Linked DNA regions of Gossypium hirsutum: region 2 is linked to region 1. Evidence: chromatin contacts called from public Hi-C data. All regions are on one chromosome and are shown on one strand. The core of a region is the stretch at or near the end of the contact, and the rest is flanking DNA. Distances in the headings are between cores, read along the strand shown. Region 1 holds the start of LOC121214512. Region 2 has its middle 17 kb from the start of LOC107910444.

Region 1 (5,107 bases), core at 394-2,893:
CTTTTTAGACCAAAATGGAATAGTTTGAATTTGGTCCTTGTACTTTTTATTTTATTCAATTTAGTTCAAACTTGTTTTTCTTGATACAAATACATTTCCCATGACATATTAATATCAATAAATCATTATCAATCTATAATTTCCCTAATTGGTCACTTTACACTTTAATCCTCATACTTTTTTAGTTTTTCAATTTAGTCATTTTTCCACCTTTTCACATACAAAATTTACTTCATTGATTTTCGACCATAAATCATTATAAATCCTTTAAAATTTCTCTTTATCAATCTTCTTTTTCAATTTTTTTCTTAGAATTTCACTAGTGTGTCCTAAAATAGTGCCTCTTTCTATATCGAAAAATTTGGATGATAGCTGCCACGATTGGCCCGTACATCAACTAGACATCAAGATACACGATGGTCTTCATGAAGAAGTCTATATGGAGCAACCACAATGAATTTGTTGTTCAAAGGGAGAACGGGAAAGTATGTTGTCTTTGCAAATCTTTGTATGGTTTGAAACAAAGCCCTCGAGCTTAGTTTGGTAAATTTAGTGAGGTAATCCAATAATTGGATTGAAGAAAAGTAATTGTTATCATTCGATGTTCTATAAGTAATCTGAGGTTAGTATAATCCTTTTAATCGTGTATGTTGGTGATATTGTCATTACTGGAAGCAATATTCCAGGCATTTCATCTTTGAAGTTTTCTTCTTCATATTCAGTTTCAAACTAAAGATTTGGAGTACTTGAAGTATCTCTTTGGGGTTGAGGTCACATGAAGTAAGAAAGGTGATGTCTGTCTTAGAGAAAATATGTTCTCTATCGGTAAAAATAACGAAAGCACACCAATAATGCCTCATCTACAACTCACATATATTGCTCACCCTGTGGGTGTTCTAAGCTAGTTCATTTCATCTCCAATTGTTAATCATTGGGAAATCTTGGAACAAATTGTATGTTATTTGATGGGAGGTCATAGACGGGGGCTATTGTATAGGAATCATCGACACACCAATATTGAATGTTTTGTTCTTATGCAAATTGGACAAGATCCAAAGTCAACAAAATATCCACTATGAGATAATACATTTTTATTAGAAGGAATTTAATTTCGTGGAAAAACAAGAAACAAAATGTAACGTACTAATCTAGTGCAAAATCGAAATATAAAGTCATGGCACAATTTGTGAGTGAAATAATATGGGTATACAACTATAGAATGAAGTTGGTTTTAAAAATTATTACCAACAAAAATATGCCTTGATAATTAAGTTGCTCTTTATATTATCTCTAATATTGAATTTTACAATTTTTGAGATATATGGTCATTTCATCCATCGTGAAAAGATTCAACAAAAAATTCCTCCACAATATGTGTGAAATTTGGAAATCAACCATGAGATCTTTTCATAAAAACTCTTTATGGAGTTCAAGTGTATTATATTTATAACATTTACACTCTAACTTGAGGGAGATAATGAAATATAGCTTATACGTAAAAATCTTTAAAATTTATAGATTGAATTGTAGAAGTAATTGTATGGTTTAGATATTTTCTTTCTATTTTCTAGCTTTTCTAACGTGTATCCTTCGAGTGGAATAATATATAAGCAATTACTTTATTCGTTTGTCCCGCCTACATTTTTCATTATTTTCGTAAATATTAACAAAGTCGATTTACGAAGTATAACATAGCAAAGTTACCAACTGTATCCTTAAATATCTCAAAGGAACGCTATATCAAGGGCTACTGTTCTAGCCATGCAAAAATTTAAGTTTTGGTAGGCTACTCATATTGAGGCAATTGAAACAGTTTATGCTGAATATTGACTGTTCCTAACCATTGGCTGAAGCTCCAAGAAGCAAGTGGTTGTATCTCAGTCTTCAGCAAAAGCTGAATATTGACGCTAGGCAAACACTGTGTGATGATGAGGATCATGTTACAGCTATGTAAGATGGGTATCAACTTGCCACATGTACCTACATATGGTGTGCTACCACCAATGCTGTGACCCACGCTGCAAATCTTGTCTAGCATGCTCTAATGAAGCATTGTAGCTTTGTTCGTGAAAAGGTAGTGGAAGGAATGATTGAAGTCAACTATGTGCTAGCAATTGATAAAATTGCTAATGAACCCTAGTATGCTCACAAGGACACCAAAAGAGGGCAAGCAGTGACCTAATATGGGCAATTTCGTTTTCAAACCATTCAGTGAAGCTGTAGAAACAATAAAAGTGGCAACACCCAATGGCGGAATCATGGAGCTACCACCACCCATCACCGCCATGTGCATAACCAAAAAGTTCCCAGACATGGCCATTTACCACACCCTACTAACTACCTCACAACAAAAGGCAGCCACTACTTCAAAACAAAAAGCTCCGCGTAGGCTAGCTCTACTAACTACCTACCCCTCAACAACAACGATCTCGTATCTACTTCTTCGTCTCCATATCGAATGTTGAAGAGAACCGACACGGATGAGTCAGCAACACCCAGAGTGTGAAAGGTGAAGTTGGTGATAAGTCCAGACAAGTTGGCGGAAACCATGGCACAGGAAGCTCAAACGGAGGCATTGATAGAGTGCGAGGACGATTCAGAGTGCGAGGACGATTCTAAGTGTGGGAATGGGGTGCCTAATTCTGATCAATGGTGTGTTTCTTGAGGCGGGAAAGGATCATTGAGAAATTATGCTCAAGATAGATAGTGTCGTTATTATTGTACAAATTAAAGAGATGAAATTTTTATGTTTAAATTAATTTTGGGTATTTATTTTAGATTTGTGGAATTAACTATCCACTGCTATAGTTTTGATCTGTCTTGGAAATCAAGGATGCCTTGGTTAACCATTGCCATAAATCAAATGATTCATGGATGGCAAGTTCAAATGGCAACATGAGTTTCTCTTCCCTAATTATTTCAGGTTCATAGCTAATCCTGCCAAGAATATCGGTTCCAAAATTTGTATCAGTGTTCTTTCCTTGGAAGTGTAATGTGACTTATATTACAATTAATTATGTAACTACTCAAAGAATAGAACTTAAATACAATGTCCTAACTACGAGAAAAAAAAAAGTAAACTACTGGGGAAAAAATAGTGGAGAAAAAATTTATCCATTAAAGAATCAAGTTTTTCTTTTAATGCAAAATAACAACAAATAAATGAAAGTACTTTAAGAACGGTGATATAATAGCCAGAAGAAAACTATCACCTAGCGAGGAAATTTCGTATCATATTTGCATTTAAGCATATTTTTTTTCTTTCTACACCATGTTCAAGTAAGAGAGTGTTATTACAAAAACAAAACAGACAACCAAAAAAGAATTGCGAATCAGCATTTTGTTTAGGGTGTCCCTTCCGTGTGTAGTTATACTTACTATGTGATGAAAAGATATATTAAAATGTGTCAATCAGCTTACTTACATAACAAAAATCTTCAGTTCCCATTTACTGCTTCTGTTGTTTCCTGTAATTTTACACTTTATTACATGCAAAGAAATCACTCTTCAAAGAAAGTAAAAGTTAACTTAATTGTGAAGATTGTATACCTTAACTTCCTCAAAAAGTGTCTCAAGCTCAGTTGTTATCTCCGAGAAGGACGGTCGCTTGTCAGGAGCTGCTTCCCAACATCTCTGCATCAAATCTAAGAGTTTTGGATGTGCATTCTCAGGTAGTTCCGGACGCAGGCCCTGAAAGAGAACAAAAAAGACATAAGAAAAGCTTTTGCCCCCATGTTAACAGCCCCAGATTTATTAACATAACAGATTGAAGCTCCCTTTGGGTGTGTATTAAGCAGGCTTCAAAGCGCCCAAAGGGAGTAGGAGACTCAGAAGATAAGTACATTTCAGGGCAGATAGCATGCTAGAAAAATGGAACTCAAGAACATATTGCGAAAGCTATAAAGTATCTGATGGACATTCAAACTGCACATATTCCTTACTAAATGAAAGGGAAGCCACCTTAACATCATGCTCAAAATTGGACAAAAAAAATCCATAAAACATTACAAAGACAATAGCTTCAATCCAATGCATGATGTAGTAATAATACGAGCAAAAAAGGAAACTAAAGTCAATAAAAGATCTCAGATACTGAAAAAATTCTTAAGCTTGATATGAAATTATGGTACGGGTGAGGTTATTGTTTAATTCCCGAAATATAAATGCTGACCTGTCTCACTCCCAGTGCAGCTTGTAGTGGTGTCATGGTATCGTAAGGAACCTGCAGTACCAAGGAAAAAATTTATCAATAGTTTCCAAACGTTTTGACATCAAATTGTTCATCAACTCTGTATAATCTCAGGAAAATACCTTGGCTGTCACTAGCTCCCACAGTACAACAGCAAAACTGAATACATCAGCTTTTTGATCATAGGGCTGATGGTTTATAACCTAGTGGGAGTAAAATAAAGTAAGATGATTATACAATACCTAACAAAAAGCCGAACACAATGATGGTTAACGTACAAAGCAAGGAAAAAATGTGATAAATGACCAGGTGTATAACATATGAACTGAAAATTGAAAACTGTAGCTCATTTAATTTTTGCGATAAAACAGACTGAAGGAACAAAGTATCTGAATATTAGAGCGATTATAAAAAGAACAGCATTAGAGGTAATTTCCACAAATTTTCCCCCATCAGAATCATCAAATATATACCAAATTTTGAATAATTAAACGAGGCAACACAGCCACTGAGTGAGTCTATCGTATGGAGAAAAAGAAAACAAATAGGAGAATTCAGACCTCAGGTGCCATCCATCTATATGTCCCAGTCTCAGCTGTCATTACTCCTCCTTGGTTCAAGAACCGGGCGACACCAAAATCTGCCACCTTGACAACCTTGAGAGAAAACATAAAGTTCCCGATTTTAGAAAATATGAAATGTTGCAAAAATCTCCCTTTGAACTGTTAAGTGAACAATTGTACAGATGCCAATACAGATTACTTCAGTTAACCTCCCAAACTCAGTACCACCAATAAAATACTTTAAAACCTTAATCACCAAAATATGAGATGAAAACAAAAAAAATCAAAATTAGCTGCTTGATTCATGACAACTTCGATATTAGGACTAGTAAGGTATCCTAAACTATCCCAAATT
Region 2 (5,229 bases), core at 903-3,402, 200 kb before region 1:
TTTTGGACTTTTATTTGTTTAAGTGAATTTGTTTTATTTTTATTTGGGCCCGACCAAAATCGGCCTATTACACCACCCTTATCTAAATTTGATAAATATTGGATTCCCTTGCCACAACAAAATACATTAGGGTTGAATACATGATTGTTCTATATTTTGGGCTTTACTGAATAATGTTTCTAAGACTTAATCTCCACCCAAAGTTCAAGCACTTTAGTTGGTGGGAAAGCTAACATTGCTAAACATCTGACCAAGTTAACATAGCCATAAATACTTAAAAAATTAACATAGCCATAATTATTTATGTCTTTTATTAATTTCCCCTCTTCCTAGTTAATTCTAATTTTCTAAAAAGAGTTAAATTTATTTTTTAACAAAAATGTTAATTAAAATATTAATTTTTTAATGGTATTGATATAACAGTTCACATATATTTTATATTACATGACATTATTTATTTTATTTGTCACATTAATAAATAATTTAAAATTTATAAAAGTATTTATAAAATAGTAACAATTCAAAAGTTTTAAAATATTATTAAAAGTTTGTAAAATTTCAACAAAATTAACAATAAGTACGTATGGATTACCATGTAGGTCACCATGTTTAAAAATTAAACTTTCAATAAATATTTTCATTAAAAAAATTCAAGTTTTTGAATTTAATTTAAAAATTAAAAAAACATCAAATTAACAAAAAAAATTGGATGTTTAGGGAGATTTCTATTTATATGAACAGTTTTCCACGTCATATTTGTTACATGAATATAAGCTTTTAATTTTATTTTCGTTAATAAAAAATTGTATTTCGTATAATTGAAGTAAGTAGTTTGAGAATTCTAAAATTATTAAAAATTGTAATAAAAAAAGGTAAAAATTTAGGTTAAAATATCAAATAAGCCCTAAAAATAATTTAAAAATAAAAAGTAGTTAAGCCCCTCACCAAAAAATACATCAATTTGAGCATGTGAATCATGATATGTACCTAATTAAAATGCTTGAATTCATTAGCCCCTGACGGGCCGTTAAGTGTTGGTATGATAGTTGACAAATTATTAATTAAGTACAAATAATGATTTAAAGGTTCAATTAAGTGTAATTTTTCTATGAGGAACTTAATTGAATTTTCTAATTATTTTTGAAGGACTTATTTAACATTTTAGCAATATATATAAAGAAGGATTTATAAATTAGTGAGTTGTTAGACTTAGATGCCACCATGGGATCATCAAGGAGTGAAATTAATTTTTTTAAAATTATAATTTAATTATAACTTTTACGATAATAAAATGTTTGCAGTTTACAAACATTAAACAAGAGTGAAGAGACGACATTAATAATTTTCCTATTTTCACTACATTTTCACATGCTTTTACTCCTTAAAGAAATAAGCATTAACAAATGATAAAACATGCAAAATAAAAAAAAGGAGTATAAACTTGTAGTTTACAATAATGAAAATAAAAACAGTCAGTGGTCTCCCATTAATAATTTTTAGAGTTCTTGTAATAATTTTAAAAGAATTCTAGATAATGATGTTGTTACGAGGTCATCATATAGCATGTAGTGAAAAGCAAATAACAGGATTTTGAATGATAGAAGTAGGGTGGAGGGTTGAATTAAATTGAGTGAAAATTTTCAAGTTAATTAAGTTGACGAGTCTTATTTTATCATTTTAATTCGATTTATAATTTTTGAATTAAGTCAAGTTAAATTAAGTAAAATTATTCGAGTTAAATTAAAAAAAATAAACATGTTAAATTAAAATCTTATTACAGTATAACTAATTTCATGTTAAAACACATAAATTTGAAACCATATATATTTGAAAAAGAATTTCAAAGCAAAATAAGAGAAAAGAATGATAAGCTTGAATTATTAATTAACTTATTTAAGTCTCCAAATTACTATTTTAGAAATTTTTTAAATTTTAAATTTTTTTAAAGATTATGATTTTTTAAAATTATATAAATTTTAGAATTTTTAGAAATATTTTGAATCATTTTATAATTTTTATTGAGAAAGATGAATTTGGTTGAAAGGGGTATTTATATGAACGATGAAAACAGATGAGTATAGCCTTGGGATAATGTTCCTTGTTGGCGAAGAAGTGTAGACATTAGGGTTGAGTATATGATTGATCCAGTTTCAACAAATAGTGAAGCGAAAGGTCTGTATTCTGGGCTTTGTTTGAATGAGAGAGATTCCATGCCTTTTAGTTGGAGGGACTGATACAAACATTGGGCAACAACCTAACCAAGTTAAGAGCCCAATCATAATTCCTTTCCACTTCAATCTTTTAAGCATTTTGGAAGCTTGTGTTACACTCAGCTTTTCTTTAAATTTATTTTTATTTAATATCATCTCATTATATTTTGTCTCTTTTATTTTAAAAAAATGAGTAAATTAGTCTTTATATGTTAGATCAAATAGTAAATCGGTCATTTTATTAAAGATTTCATCTATTTCTAATGTTAAAAACTAGTTCATGTGCATCGACATGAAGTATAACAGTAGAAACGAATAAAATTTTTAACTAAAAGATCAATTCGAGATTAATTCATTTATTTTTTAAAAAATAAAATAAAATAAAATCTAACTCCTAATATATAAATATTCACATTACGTATTTAAATTTGAATATATTTTAATTAGTATACACTGAATAATTGATTATGAATATAATTATTTTGAATGTATAAATTGAAAGAATTTATTATAATATATTTAGTATCCGCTGGCAGTATCTTCTCAATCGAAAGGAAAAAAAAAGTCATAACTATTTCAGTCTACCAGTCTAAGATTTGCGAAGTCCAATCAAGTCATAGGATAATAAATCATAGAAATTTGGGTACGATTACAATGCACATGGAGTAATACTCAATGATGTGATTTGCTCTATAAAAAATAATAATGTCATTTCTATGACCATAATAATAATAATAATAATAATAATGTGCCTTTCTAGGAATATGCCATTGAAGATGCCATCAAAGATCAAAAGCTGAAATGGTATTTATAATTAATATTGTTTAAAAATATGAAGCCTTTCTTTTATAAAAAAATATCACATCATTAGATTTACGTCTACATTAATTAATCTCATTCGATTTTAATCTCAACTTTCAAAATTTAGGTAGAGTAATGTGTTTTTTTTATAAATAAATTAGTTCAATTTTAAAAATTTTAATGGCATTACTGATATTAATATTTAAAAATTTATGAATTTTTTAATTTATTAAAGTTTCTATTAATTTTTATTTATTATTTTAAATATTTATGAAATACTTGTGAACTATCATGTAAATAGTCAAGTTGGCGTGGTTAAAATTTTATGGTTCAATCAATTTTTCATCTAAAAATAATAATTTGACTAAATTTTTGAAGTTAAGAGCTAAAGTGAAAAAAAAAAAAGTAAACACTATAGAGATAAAATTTTCATTGTCAATTCGAAAGACTTTAATTTTTTTACTAGACTATGACATATCCATGATATGAGAAAAAAATAGTATTATATAACAAATAAAATTATAAAAAGTTGTTATAAAAAAACACATATTTTTGTTGAAGGAAGAATATTTGATGCACTATCGGTGCATAAGTTCCATGCACCATTGGTGAATAATAACATAACACATCATCATTAAATAAAACAAAAAATAATGGAGGGCATATAAATAAATACTAATAATTTTATTTAAACATAATTAAATAATAATTAGTTATAAATAAATGTTAAAATCTTGAAATCTAAACCCGATACCTTAAACCCATAAACTTAAGATCCTAAATTCGAGAATTATTAATATTTATTTATAATAGTTACGAATAATGCTTAATTATATTTAAATAAAATTATTAGTATTTATTTATAAGTCTTCAAATTTTTTGTTTAATTTATTGATGATATCTCATATTATTGTTCACTATGATGGATGAGGCTTATGCATCGTCGATACATCAAATATTATTCCTTTGTTGAAATGGTAAACTAAAAAGTAACCACCACTTCTCCTTCTTTTTATAATTTTATAATATTTTAAATTTTTAATAATTTCTTTTTACATTTTTAAATTTTATAATTAAAAAAATTACAACCAAAGTGAATCTAGACAAATGGATATCCATATTTAAATAAACTTGAATGTCCATATATCTAAATTCATTATGAACTTAATATTTTCAATAATTTTTATATTCTTTTGAATTTTTTTTTTATTTTTGACTAACATTAATAGCTGAATGGCTGACTCAAAGATTGTTATTAGTGGCATAAATAAAGTAACAATTAATGATGAAAATTGTTAGTCAAAAAGTTTAATTGATGGATTTTTAATATCTAAGAACTTAATTATGTGCATTTTTCGAAAAAAAAAAGACTTAATTGATATTTCTTTTGGAAAAAGTACTTGACTTATTTAATACTTAAGTCAATAAAAATAATTTATTTAAATGCTTATTAAAATTTTGATTTATAGTCCTGTAAAAAAAGATATCTTTCATATAAAACTTATGTAACACCCCAAGCCCGACTTAGAAGTTCAAGTCGAATCTCAAAGGGTTACGCTAACGTATTAAAAACTGATTCTTTTTCAGAGTTTTAACTTTGAAAATCAGAAATACTAATGGGATTATAAAAAAAAAACAAGGCAAGTCCAAAACATATTACAAACCTAAAAGATTAAATCGTAGTTATTTTAGTGTAAAACAATCTGAGCTCCTGTACGTCGTCCAATCCTAAACCAGATGTTTTCCTGAACAAATAAAGGTAAGACAAAGGGCAAGTTACCAAACATAGCGTATAACCAAACTCAAATATAAATAAACAGAGCGTAATATATAAATCGTAGTAACGCAAAGAACTTAATAATAGTTGTATAAACAGTACGGAACAGATCTAGAGTATTGTCGAAACCATTTTTTTGTATGGGTCGACCTTTATATTTAAAATGAAAATGACAATCGTCACCAATCTTTTTTTTATGAGGTGTGATCGGGTCACCTTGTAATTTGATTGTTTTAATAAAATATTTCGATTTATCAAAACAACGATTTTAGTCTACGAAATTCGAGAAAACAGGTTCGGGAGTCGGTTACGTGCGAGGAAGGATAAGCATCCTCGTCAAGCCCAAAATTGACACCTAATTAATTAATTAATGTCTAAATGTCAAAAATTGAAAACTTTGAAAGAATTTTAAATACAATCCTTCCCTTTTATTAACGTTAA

What was found. Hi-C and Micro-C count contacts between places; a contact is called where the count stands out from the background.
Region 2: a contact with region 1 is called in a Hi-C map of leaf, with 4 times the contacts expected there. The contact joins the enhancer-like site here to the promoter of LOC121214512 in region 1. A contact is called at or near these places in 11 of 34 Hi-C or Micro-C datasets (callus, fibers, leaf and 2 more).

What each region holds. Positions count from the first base shown.
Region 1 is chrD02:10,372,732-10,377,838 of Gossypium_hirsutum_v2.1, reverse strand. It overlaps LOC121214512, which reads left to right and starts at 1,643. Exons shown (of 2, transcript XM_041088282.1): 1 at 1,643-2,462; 2 at 2,510-3,267. The coding sequence starts at 2,184. The coding sequence ends at 2,665. LOC107910450 (serine/threonine-protein kinase STY46) reads right to left here. Exons shown (of 16, transcript XM_016838284.2): 12 at 4,750-4,845; 13 at 4,312-4,392; 14 at 4,172-4,222; 15 at 3,550-3,690; 16 at 3,214-3,467. The coding sequence ends at 3,438.
Region 2 is chrD02:10,574,559-10,579,787 of Gossypium_hirsutum_v2.1, reverse strand. No RefSeq gene overlaps it. Among protein-coding and RNA genes, the nearest start is that of LOC107910444, 17 kb to the left of the region's middle. Within about 2 kb of position 2,152, at least 3 of the 9 cell types and tissues checked have an H3K27ac peak or open chromatin away from gene starts, as enhancers often do. A contact at or near this core is called in leaf, where this site is marked.